2 separate regions of the Hordeum vulgare genome follow, and region 1 is linked to region 2. The links are chromatin contacts, called in public Hi-C maps. All regions are on one chromosome and are shown on one strand. The core of a region is the stretch at or near the end of the contact, and the rest is flanking DNA. Distances in the headings are between cores, read along the strand shown.

Evidence for each region. A called contact is a pair of places that touch in the nucleus more often than the background predicts.
Region 1: a Hi-C map of leaf shows a contact between it and region 2, with 5 times the contacts expected there. The contact joins the promoter of LOC123444582 here to the enhancer-like site in region 2. A contact is called at or near these places in 3 of 6 Hi-C or Micro-C datasets (leaf and seedling).

Annotation. Positions count from the first base shown.
Region 1 is chr1H:452,248,703-452,255,432 of MorexV3_pseudomolecules_assembly, reverse strand. It overlaps LOC123444582 (B3 domain-containing protein Os05g0481400), which reads right to left and starts at 4,861. Exons shown (of 7, transcript XM_045121362.1): 1 at 4,682-4,861; 2 at 4,394-4,453; 3 at 4,186-4,284; 4 at 2,076-2,110; 5 at 1,818-1,989; 6 at 1,519-1,725; 7 at 411-862. The coding sequence starts at 4,774. The coding sequence ends at 671. LOC123444562 (probable LRR receptor-like serine/threonine-protein kinase At1g06840) reads left to right here. Exons shown (of 21, transcript XM_045121333.1): 21 at 1-260. The coding sequence ends at 84.
Region 2 is chr1H:451,686,708-451,693,419 of MorexV3_pseudomolecules_assembly, reverse strand. No RefSeq gene overlaps it. Among protein-coding and RNA genes, the nearest start is that of LOC123400401, 52 kb to the left of the region's middle. Within about 2 kb of position 1,314, at least 1 of the 3 cell types and tissues checked has open chromatin away from gene starts, as enhancers often do. A contact at or near this core is called in leaf, where this site is marked.

The sequences.
Region 1 (6,730 bases), core at 3,612-6,111, 560 kb before region 2:
ACTGGGACTTCGTTTGTCACACAGACCTCTGGCAGTGTTAATGCAAGCAGTGGCGTGCTCTCTGAGGTGCTGGCTCCTCGCTGATCTTGGCATTTTCATAGGATTTTAACTTGTAAATGCTACGATGTTTTGTACCATTGACTTATCACACTCGGATCAGTTGTCTTGTACATTAGTTAATTATTAGTCAACTTTGATGTAAACTAGAGAATATGAATGAGAACAGCTGAGGAATATTAACATAGGCCAGAATTTTAGAAGCTTCATGCACACACAGTGACGCGAGCTATGATTCTCATGCTGGACATTCCAGAATTTCAGAAGCTTCATGTACACAGAATAATGAGTGATGATTAGCATCATGCAGACATAAGCATGGTGAGAACCATATTGCAGTGCTTGACACCATATTAGCATAATATATAGGGGTTATGAATGCTAGATTACTGGAACATTTTTTTACATGTAACATAGGCCTACGGATGCTGATAATTGGCTAGAGATATTGTTCTTCATAGCAGAAGGGTGATTACTGAGCACCCATATTTTCAGAAACAGGCCAACAAAAAGATGCAAAACAGATGACCTGGCAGGAGAGCGCATAGCTAATACAGCAACATACTTGCCCAAAGTACATATATTTCATGGTCTGGTGGAACTAATAAGAAAACTACCGTCGCCCATGGAGCTTTCTTTTTTTAGCTCCTTTTAGAGGCTCGGGGCTGGAAGGGGGTTCAGAAACAGGTGAATCCATCTGGTCAAGAACTTCCTCCGCTGAATTAGTGTCAGCTGTATCCATATCAGCATTCTTACCATTGGGCTCGGCCTCTTTTGCATCCTCGATAGCTTTAAAAATGTAAATCTGCAAAAAAAAAAAAATGTGAAAGGGCTATAGATGTAAGAAACTCAAAAAAGGCAACTGAATGCACATGAGAACAAATTGCTAGACCTGATGTTTATCACTGTTTTGAGTACACATACAGCACGATGCCGCAGCTTGATGATAAGAGTCATAAAAATCTCCTCCGTCATTTTGTTCATACAAGACACCGCAAATTTTGGGTCTAACTTTGACCATTGATTTCACCAACAAAATATGAGTTATCTGACTAAAAGGAATACCACTGGAACTTCTTTCAAAGGTGATGAGTCAATGGTATACTTTTGTGGTATATAACTTATATTTTGTTGGTCAAATCAATGGAAAAGACAGGCACAAAATATGAGGTGGCCTTCTATAAAGAAAATGAGGGAGTAATATATAAGAACAAGCAGTATCATACCAATTTTCCCCTGTTTGTGTTATACATTATGCACTCTCTCGAACGTAATTTATGATGTCAGAAATTTATAATCTTGCTTTCACTTGTATAGTTCTACATGAGCTCCTTAATTGGGTCCCCGCAAAGAAAGACCACCTTAATTGGAAGTTGCGACAAGATTGCGAGTTTTTGCAGCTATAATACGGAAGTTTATCTGTTCCAGATTAATGAGGAACTAGAGAAAGACAGTTAGTACCTTAAATCTGTCAGGCTCGGCTAATTCAAAGACCAATGAATCCCCATCTTCCAAGTCATGGTGCATTGAGAAGCCTCTCCATCCACCACTCAGACCTGTTCGATTTCCGATGTATACAGCGTCAAATTCAACACCCTCTTCATCCTCTAACACCATCTTATGTTCTCTGGGAGGCAGATGATCTTTGCAGAAACTAGACGGGAGACCCTTGTGTAAAGGAAAGTTCGTAACCGTGACTATTAGTTGATGACGCATATGTGTCAAAATTAGTTAAACAAAATCCAGGGACAGCATCTTACAAGCCAAAAGCAGCTGGATACATGTGACCTAACCATGTTCTTGACAAACGACGGGTTGTCAGGGTCTAGACTATCTTGAAGTTTCTCAGCTCTTTTAAAAGCACGCTGTTGTTGTTGGTAAGAAGAAATTCTCCCAGTGTATCCCCTACCATTGTCTGAACTTTTACTTATCCTGATCAACAAAGGAGAGTAACCAATTAAATTGAGAAGGGGACAACCATGTCCAAGATTAATCAACAAAGTTAGTGAAACTACTACCTTCTGCGGCGCACAAAATCATCGAGTTCGGGAAACTGCAAAAACAAATAAATGAAAGCCTGGTGTCAACATAAGCGTGGCAACCCAAAAACAAATTAAAGCACTTCATGAACAAAATGAAAGGGCCTCCTTGCACTTCAACTTAACCGAGTAACAGATCACATGATGTACCAAACAAAGTTAAAACAGCATCTGGAGACAAATCAACGCAGTGAGGAACCATTTTGTAAACTACTCATTTCAGGTTGCCATGAACTTCGGAGTTGGCAAAAACTTATCTTTTTCGAATTTGCAGCTGTTGTCTACAGATTTAGAAACAGAACATCAATATATAACTTCATATAGCACGTGTATTTCAATAATGACTGCGGTAGCAGACACGTTTTTTTTTTTAAGAAAAGGAGGAAGACCCCCGGCCTCTGCACCTGGACGATGCATGCAGCCAATTTATTAATTATTCACAAAACCTTACAAAGTAATACGGAGTATATCAGTAAGTCTGAAACCACCATCTTGACAACATTTGTCGCTACTCCTATCCACTTGATGAAGGAGTGCCAATAGTCCGAGCCGAATACCAAACAGACCTCACAGCAAAGCCTAACATCTAAAACCGCAGGCCCCAACCAAGCCACATTGTCGGGTCTGGGTCACACACCGGTTCGGCACACTCTCAAAGGCGGCCGCCGCCATCTTCCACCGAAACATCTTCAGAGCAGTTACTGAAGCATCGACCTTGCCCGGCCTGCCGTCAACGTCACCACGACGGCAGACAACGCCATCCTCCCGCGCTAGTCCGTCTACATGCACCGGACACTGAGACGCCACAACGCCACGCCGCCGATATCCGACGTCGTCAATGCGTAAGAAGTAGCACCGCTCCACCTCTGGGCCCCTTCAGTCAGCAACTCTCGCAACGCCGGCGCAAGTCCGGCACCAGGAAAGGACGCAGGAAATCATGATCTTCAAGACGACGCCCTCAGGAGGGGAAGCGGCGTGAATCGACGCCATCGTCCATCCCTGCACCGCAGGACCTAGGCTTTCACCCGAAGAAAGTGACCCGAGAGCGAAAGAGGCCAAAGAGCTCCAAGACAGCCCCCGGGAGGAGAGCGACATCCGTAGACGCCGTGCCATTGGCTTTCGCTCGGTGCCACCGTACCTCCGCACCCTCACGTTGTCGGATGAAGACGAGAAACCCCAACGTCACCGGCCTGCGAACCAACTGGCCCAAGCACCTCCTACGCGGCAACAGCGCCATCACCATCCAGGACCACCAACCTCACCGTCGGCCGAAGACGACAGGCCAGATCGGGCCGAGCCCCCCGTGGCCAGATCTGACACCTTGGGACGCCATCGCGTCGAGGCAGCCACAAGCAGCCGGCAGACCATCACCCACGAGAGGACAAGGACGCCAAGCCGGACAGCCACCACGCCGGCCGAAGACGCCGAGGACGAGCCTCCCACCACCACGGGCTCACACCACAAGCTAAGGCAATCGCACGCGTGGAGAGCCCCGCCGCCGCTGTCCTCCGGCGCGGGCTTCGCTCAGCGGAGCAGGTATGGATCCCCCGAGCCGCCCTAGGGACGACATGGGGTCAGATGCGTTTTTTCTGGACCCTCCCGAGAGCGGAGCTTCCAAGGAGTGCGACCCCGATGATATACAATTACAAACCCCATCCCAACCGATGCATCAGATTGCAAGAATGGCAGAAACAACTTTCACAAGCATATACGCGTTGAAATATATTGCCCGTCTTCCTTCATCAATTCGAACTTTTGGATGAGTTGGTTGAAGCATGAATTTAATATACTAGTATCAAAGCAAAGAGGTCTTGAGCTCAAGACCCTACCAACACAGTATTAAAACAAAAAGATTATGCGGTGTACATCGATCCCACGTCTAAGGACTAAAATAACCTAGACGTAAGAGGAGTGTTGAAACATATTGTCTTTCTTTCTCCATCAGTTTGATTTTTTAGATAAGTTGGTTGGAGCATGAATTCAATAATACGCTCCTTCAAACAAAGTAGGGTACAATTATTATTTTTGTCAATTTTCAGAAATGAAAGTAAACAAATCTCACGAAGCGGACAGCCTAAAGAGAACTCACATCATCCTTGTAGGAGACAGTGGTCCTGGCCCTGGAGGAGCGCCTGACTTCAGTGCTAGCATCGAACTTCTTCCTGGGCTTTGGGCTGGCGCGAGCGCTCTGCAGAAACAAGGACATCGAATCAACCGATGGCAACCGCACAGATTCAAACCCCCTAACACACACACTGGATCCCGGATTGAAAGTACAGTTGCTGCGATGCGCGCACCTTGTCCGGCTGTCTCGTGGCCTGGATCAAACTCTTGGCCATCTTGGATATTCCCAAATCCTGCGGAAAGGGGGGAAAGAGGCAAAGAAATTAGTTTTTTTTTCTTTAAAAGAAAATCCCAAGCCGGCCAGGGCGAAGAATCCAGAGGCAAATCGGCAGCGAGCATCGTCGCGAAATGCCTCATCTTTCGCGCATCTGCTACTGCGCGTAAGAAAAGGGGGGGAGGGAAGGGGATTGGTTGGTGCTGGTTCGCTGGGCGTTTCCGAGCGAGAGAGTACCAATGCCTACCTCGAGGTGCTTGAGGTTGTCGAGGATCCGCTTCCGGCGCTCCTCCTCGTAGGCGGCGCCCGCGCCGGCGCTGCCCGCCTCCGTCGTCGCCATGGGCGGCCGCGCCTTTTCCTCTCTCGTGTGTGCCTACGCGGAGGGCGAGACGCGGGTCAAAGGGGAGGGTCAAAGTCTTTCCGTGGCCTTTTGGAGAGAGAGGGAGTGGCCGGCCTTTGTGAGACGCACACGGCCACCGGCTAGGGAATTTTGAATTTGAACGGAACGGAATCCGATCCGACCGATGCGTCCTACGGCAACGGCGACGGCGACGGCTGGTGTCCATCGCCGTGCGACTGTCGGGTGGGCCCATGTGTTCCTACCACGGTGTATCGATTGTAGAATGAATGCAAAGAGACATAGAGTCCAAATGATCCACTAGTTTTATTGCAATGTGGGAGACCCACTTATATACAAGATGAAGGGATGTGTTGAGAAGACACATTTTCCCCAACAGACACCTCCTGGAAGGCATCCCTCCCATACAATTGATCACATGTTTTATTTCTCAACACTCCCCCTTGATCAATTCATCATCTGTATATTGAAAACTGAAAACTTCTTCAAAAATCTTGTGGGAAAAATTGAGGAGAAACCTTATAATAATATGCCATCGAAAACTCCTTTAAAACCCAGTGGAAAAAATATAAGGAGAAACCAATATGGCATACATCCGCACTTGTATTTATATTATCTCGTTAAAAACCTTATATGAGAAACCATCTTGGAAAACTCATAAAGGGAAAAAGAGTACAATATGAATGATCCGAAGATCACCAACAGGTTATAACATGGGATTTTACTTCCCCTGAATTTTGCAAACATCAATGTTGTCTCATACCAATTCCACGAATGCGATTCTGGAATATAAACGTTGGTAGAGACATTGTGAATCTCACAATAATTTGTTTGCAGATTATTCTCTTACATTTCTGTAATCCACGAGGATAAATATAACCCATAAGCAATACAAGTGATATTATCTTGGTAGATAATGATCTTTGATTCCAATGAATCTCATGTATATCTTGTCATGCTTCAAACATAGTTATTGCCGAATGATTATAGGAAGGACTCATTTAGAGTCTATTCTGAAGGCTTCACTCAGAATACTCTTCCATTAAATCCAGTTTTTGATATGGCATTGTTGGGATCGGATTATCAGCCACTATCAGGATATCACACCATGGTCCCATCTTAATTATCTCAATGGAATTAATCAAGACTGTTTGTGTCTTGGACATATCCGAAGATATTTCTTACACCAACCATTATACCTTTTATTGGGGATTGCACTCTCAATAAATTGCCAAAAAAATAGTGTCAGGACTGACTTACTTTGCAATATACATGAGTGCTCCGATGGTACTCAGATGTGGAACTTCATGTCCATTATCACTTCACCATCTCACATGGACTTGTGTCCCGTGTCAGGTATAATATGACCATATGTGTCTTTGATAAGATATATCAATATTGAACGTTTTCAATATTTCCAGATATATAAAGACTGACATACATTTATTCCCGGGGGATTTTGCTAAAGCTATAAACTTAGCATCATTTGGCTTGACCCAAATATCCGTGTCAAAATGATTGTGTGTATTTAATATGTCTTGTATAGACATTGATGGTAAGATCATCCACATCAATAATAAGATGTAAATCCAATTCATGATATCTTCATGAATACACATCAACAATCATCCGAATTAGAGTAATCCTTGTCAAGGAGTAACTCACTTAGTCGGTTGTACCACACGACTCTTCGACCAAATTTAGAGTCAAAGAATGACTTCTGAAGCTTCACACACATGTTGTGATTTATCATTGGATTCGGAATATTAAGCCATTTAAACGACTTCAATATATATATCCGAACTGAATTATCCATGTGAGTATGTAGTCATTACATACATCAACGGTATGGATTTGTACTGCCAATTCAGTATCGAAACATAATTGCACTCATACCTAGAAGGTATGCTACATCATAACTGATGTCGGGTCTCTGCG
Region 2 (6,712 bases), core at 65-2,564:
GAAAAACGTTACTCCAGAATCACACGTATAAAGGACCATATGTATTGTTACTAAAACAGAAACTACAAACCATAGTGTGGCAAAAGCATATTTGCAGATCTGGCAACAACTATGCAAGCTAAAAGCAATACGCCCATGCAAATCCAAGCAACTTATGACAAACTGGGGCCTAGAACCACAGATATATGGCCAAAGTTAAAACATATTCACATGACTAAATTGCTAAAACATAAACTAAAGACAATTGTGTGGAAAAAACATATTCACAGATCTGGCAACTCCAATGCAAACTACAAGCAATACGCGAGTGCAAATCCAGACAACTCGTGACCAAAAATTGGGGGGGGGATTCAGAACCGTGTCTCTTCCCCCCATACCCCGTGCCACCCACCCTCCTCACCCTAATCTCTCACCACACGAAGCATATACTTCCCGAGATCCATGAAAGCATCAACATAATCGCCAACCCCTAGCACAATCCCGATGCCTCGTCCCGCAGAACATAGAATAATTTGAGTAATGAGCACTGCTACAAATCCACATGATCACATGAATGCCAAATATGTAGGATTTCGAGCTGCCGCTTCAAGAGATGTGCCGCCACGGATAGCAGCATGTTGGTAGCCACGGCCTGCACACAATCCTCCCCCACGCTCACCACGCCGTCGTCTACGAATGCCAGCACCTCGCCTCGTCCGCCGCTCGTGCTTACCCGTTGATTTGGGAAGACACTCATCACGCCATCGCCAACGAACGCCTGCAGCTGCGTGTCGACTCCCATGCCTACCTCGCCTCTCTCCTTCCTCACCTCTCTCCTTCGTGACGGGGAATCACTCCGGAGCACCACCGATTTAGTCGAGGAAAACGATTTGGTCGCTGGATTCGAGGAGAAGAAGAGAGAGGCGACAACAGTTTCAAAATGCGAACTGTTCTCGCTCTGATTGGGTGAGGGGTTCAACCCGGGGGGGGGGGGGGGGAGGGAGCGATGGGACTGCCGGCCGACCGTGTGGCACCTCCGACCGCGCCGCACGTGACGATTCCCGATCGCGCCGCACGTGACGATTCCCGACCAGGTGACACCTGCGATGCGCGATTTGAATCCAACGACTCGCATTGGTGTGCACATGGAAGCCATGAAAAGTGCAACTGCACTTTAAATAATTTAGGAAAAAAAACAACGGAAGCTTCTGAAAATTGGCTTAGCTTATGGAAGCTTTACGAAACAGTGTTCCCGCGTGCTTCAGTTCATGGGCCGGAGCATTCAAACTCAAGAAAGGTGAGTGGGTGTGGTCTCTTTTATCGATTGCCTTTAAATACTGCAACGAGCACCTAATAGATGGACTAGGCACCCACGCAATTCCTCTTTACTGCACGGGTCGGATATATAGCAAGCAAACACACGCACCGATCGCTTCCATATGGGTCGAGTCATATTTGGTATTTCACTTGCCCTTCTCACATCGATTTTCTAATGTTTTTTCTATGGTTTCTTTCTTTTGTTCAATTTTATATTTATTTCTATTATTTCCATTTTTACATACTTTCAAATTTTCTTAACAATTTTGAAATCTTGTAATCAATTTTTGAAATTCATCAACATTTTTCAAACCCATGTTTTTTGAATTCATGAATAGTTTTTGAGTTCATGAACCGTTTAACGTGCAAGCGACAATGAAAAAAGCGTATTCAAGGCTGATGTGTCAGAATATCGAGTAATTGTGTGTCTGGACCAACCCATTTTGATGAGTCTATTATATGTTTATCTTCTATTTCCTTTTTCCTTTTCTTGTTATCTTATCTTCTTTCTTCTATTATATGTTTATTGTGTTTCTATTTTTTGGATGGATACTTGAACATTTTCTGAAAGCCACATGAACATATAAAGATTTTTTTTGGGACGAACTTCCGACCTATTCGCAATCAATCATGGAAGAAAGAAAGTGTCAAAAAAATTTAAATGAAAAATTTGAAGAAGGTGCCAAATGTTTAAAAAGTTCATGCTTGTTGAAAAACAAAATGAACAAGAAAAAAAACTACTAATAACCATACAGAAAACCCAAAAAACAACCACGGAAAGCTTCTAAGAAATTGCATTGCAATCTTCTGAAAGCTTTCCGAACCTGAGATTCAGTGTACTTTAGTTTGTGGCCCGGACCAATCAAACTTATGAAGCGAGAGGGTGCGCACGCCTTTTACCGATTGTCCTTTAAATTGTTCACAGGTGCCAAACAGGAGAACTAGTCATCCGAGGAGTTCCTATTTGGAAAAAGTTTATTTTAAGTCCTGAATTGATAGAGGTATGACGAAATGAACCTCAACTTAAAATCCCGGTCGATTGTACACTGAACTATGCAATTCCGATCTAAATCAAACACTAGTAAATTTCAACCGGGATTCATCTAATGGGCCGGCCCGCTTTAGTTTTTTGTTTAAAAATAAAAAATTCAGTGCGAAAATAATAATAAACTGCAGTGGTTTGCAAGACAGGATCAGTTCGGACGCTGTAGAGTTGAGTTGACACGAAAATGCAACGGCGAGTTTGACGATTTCGGGGTCAAGAAAGAGCGCGGGATCCACTTTTATATTTACATTTACACCAACGAGATTACGAGAAGCAACGGTTTTTTTACCGAATCTGATGAGTCGCAGCATCCCATCTCACACAAATTAACGAACTAATTTAATCTGATTTGGTTCATCGTGGCAGGGGATGTGATGGGATGGCTAGTACAAGTGGTGCTAGGGGCGCAGCGCATGCGCTGTGGCGAAGAAGCCGACGATGGCCGACGGGTAAGGCAGGTACAACGTTTTTATCGTCGTCGTCCTCCTCTCGCCGCCGGGGTCGGCCGCGGCTCAGGGCTTGCTGTAGAAGAGCCTGTGCGCGGTGGCCATGTCCATCTCCGTTGGAGCGGCGGCGGCGGAGGACATACACCACGATTGGGCCAGTCCATCAATCTGTAGCATGAGATGAAAAAAGGAGAGCAAAATTTGAAGACCGCTGAAGCGAAGATTCAAAGACAAAAGGGGGGAACTTTGTCCGGCGGCACCGCACTAGCCCCGGTCCGGTGGCGCGTACGCCGGTCCGGTCCGGCACAGCCGGCCACGCTAGCTCGCGACCTGTAAATTACTACTACTACTCACCACCGCTATAGGGGAAAAGTCCATTTTATACCTATGCATAACTTGCTGCTAATCGTTCTCATCTCTTGATGAAAAAAATCACTAACACACACACATCTATTCACTGATTCGTTGGGCTTGAACATACATACGATGTACATGCCCTTTCACTGTTGTGCAAATCCAGATTATAAAAAGAAAAGAATAAATAGAAATAGAAAAAAAAGGAAATCATAAAAAGAAAAGAATAAATGTAAATAGAAATAGAAACAGAAAAGGAAAAGGAAAAAATAAGCAGTAAAAAGAAAATAATAAATAGAAATAGAAACAAACAAGAAAAATAAAAACGAAAGGAAAAAACCAGAAAAGAAAAAAAGATAAATTTAAATGAAAGAAAAAAGAATCAAAAAAAGAAGGAAAAAGAACAAGAAAAGAAAAAGGAAAAAAGAAAAATGAAACGAAAAAAGAACCAAAAAAGAAAAAAACGAAAAAAACTAAATCAACAACATGCAAAACGTGCTTGGGTGAACTGGGCCGGTCCAATCCCGGTCATCCTGTGCCAGGTCTGACAATCCTGTTTGAAAAATGACCCGAAGGTTTGATTTAGACCGAAATTGTATAGTTCAGGGTACAATCGACCGGGATTTTAAGTTGAGATTCATTTCGCCGAACTACTACCAATTCAGGATTTAAAATAAACTTTTCCTTCCTATTTACAGCGTGGGTCGGGACTTCAAGCAAACTTGCACCGATCGCTCGTATATGTGCCGGATCATATTTGGTATTTGACGTGCCTTTCTCACACCGGTTTGGGACTGTTTTTTTATGTGCTCTCTTTATGTTTGTTATTTAGTATATTTATTGTTATTTTTTATAAATTTTAGTTGTGAGATCACTTTTTAAAGGTTGTGATACATTTTTGAAACTGGTCAACATTTTTCAAATACACGAACAATTCTTGGATTGGCGAATAATTTTTGTGTTCACGACCATATTTTTAATATCCGCAAGTATTTTGAATTGAAGATTATTTTTGCGAAATTATTGAACATTTTGTGGAAATTCTTGGACATATGTAAAATTTCTTGACCTTTTCATGCTCACGAATAGTCTTTCAATTCCCGGAACTTTTCTGACATTCATGAATTTTTTTCAAACTCGCGAACCTTTTTGGGAATTCACGAACCTATGGTCAAATTCACGACCATTTTTTGTAATTCGTGAGGTTTTTTGCATTAATTAGTATTTTACGATTTTTGACCATATTTTGAAATCACGAGCATTTTTGAATTCAAGAACCTTTTTAGATTCACAAAACTTTTTTTTATTTGAGAAGCTTTTCTGTAGTAATGTATTTTTGGCAAAAATATATTCTCTTGTTTGAAATCCAATACATGTTTTATAAATAAAGCAAAAACAAAACTAGAGGCGCCCTCCTGCACATGTACTGACTGAAAAAGCGCTCGTGGGAGTGGGATGCGTGATTGAAGGTTATTCTGTGGGAAAAATCACTGTTACGATCCTTTTGATAATATTTGTCACAAACCTCAATCTAAAAAAAATTTATGATCTAGTCTTTTTAGAAACGTCACAGACCGTGGCGCTGTTGCTGCACGTAGAAACGCCAGTCTAGCTTGACGTTTTTGCACATTCAAACGCCGAACTAGCTCGTGTCTCTGATCCACATGGAAACATCACGCTCACTGGCGTTGCTGCTCTTGATGCAAACACCATATACCATGGTGTTGCTTCTTCCTCTTCTACACTGTAGTAGCACTCAGTACATATCAGGAGAGTTGACGTGTGTGCATTGAGTGCATGCAAGCAAGAGTTGATGGATCTAGTAGCACTTAGCTAGCTGCAGCCCGGCGCACATGGTGCAGCCTACTCGTCGCGTGCAGTGTGTAGTTAATGGGTGAGGAAATGCACTGTACCTCTGTGATGGCGCTGTACCCCTCTCTCTCTCTCTCAACACTTTACCCGTTATCATAATAAAACTAGGAGTATGCATGGAGGAGAGATGCTCTCCTAAACTCAAGCAAGGTTGCATGCACCACATGCACCAGAGAGCTGCAGCGGGAACGATAGGCTTTGCGGCTTGTTCAGAAACGACGGAGAGAGAAGCAACGCCATGGTATATGGCGTTTGCAGCAAGGGCAGCAACGTCGGTGAGCGTGGCGTTTTCATGTGGATCAGCAAGCGAGTTAGGTGTTTAAATGTGAAGCAGAAACGTCAAGTTAGAAACGTCATGGGTTGTGGTGTTTTTAAAAAGATCAAATCGTGAAATACTTTAAGATCAAGTTTAGTTTGTGGCAGAGATGGCTGAGGAGAACAGTGAAAAACCCTTATTCTGTGACCCGTACGTTGACCAGGAGCTCTCACGCACTCGGTCCGCTCCTCGACATGCATCATGATGGCGCACACACAGGCTCCGAAACCGTCATCAGTTCACTGTTTAGCCTGGAATGCAACGATGGAAAAACCCTATTCAACGCTGATGTGTGAGAATGACAGGCAATCATGTGCCAGGACCAACCATGTTGTTGGGTTTGAGACAGCCAACTTTTTTTTTCATCTTTATTTATTTCCCCTTTTACTTATTTTGTTATCTCTTTATTCTAATATATGTTTATTGTGTTTCTAATGTTATGGACGGATACTTGAACATTTTCTGCAAGTCACGTGAACATGTAGACTTTTCTTTTTGGGCAAACTTCGGAGATATTCATAATCAGTCATGGAGAAAAAAAGTGTAAATTTTGAAAAAGAAATTGTCAACTTTGAAAAACTTTGCACCTTTTGAAAAAAGAAAAGAAAAAAGGAAGAAGAAAAGAAATTAAAACAGAAAAAAAACTAAAAAGAACCATAAAAAATACCAACAAAAAACAACAAGCAGCTTCTGAAAATCGGCCTCGAAAGCTTGTGGAAGATTTCCGAAAACGAGTTCCCATCTCTAGCACGCCCCGTATAATCGCCATAACTGTAAAATTCTGGCGACTATACGGGTTTGTGCTATTATTTGGGCCACACGAGTTACTACAAACGCGGTCCGGCTTGTAAAACTTTTGCGGTGGCCTGTAAACGCGACCGCTCGAACGCTATATCTGCGGGTTTTGACGTTGGATGCGGGTCGAAACCCTATCCTTCCGCCGCCGCGAAAAGTCCCCCACCTCACCGTCGGCGCCTCAAATCCGCTGTCACGCGCCTCCATTCCGCCGCCTAGCTGCTCCATTTCACCGTCCTTGATGGCCAACTCCGGCGGTCATAGGGACGACGATCCCGAGGGGGTTCGTCGCGTCAGATCTGACGTCGCCCGAAAGCGAGCCGCCCGCCGGTTCACGCAATGGGGCATGACGCCGCCGTCGTCGCTCCTCCATTGCGAGACAAAGGAGTTCGACTGCGCGTGCGGCCTCCTCTTTTTCGGCAGCTCCTCTGAGGCGTCGAGCTCGCGCTCCTCTCTCCCCTCGGTGAAGAGGGAGCGATAGGAGGTCCCATCGGTGAAGATGGAGATGGAGGCCGAGGCGGTGCCGCAACGACCTGCCGGGGGCGTCGTTTGACCGGAGGATTTCCTCCCCCTGCGGAGGCGGATAGC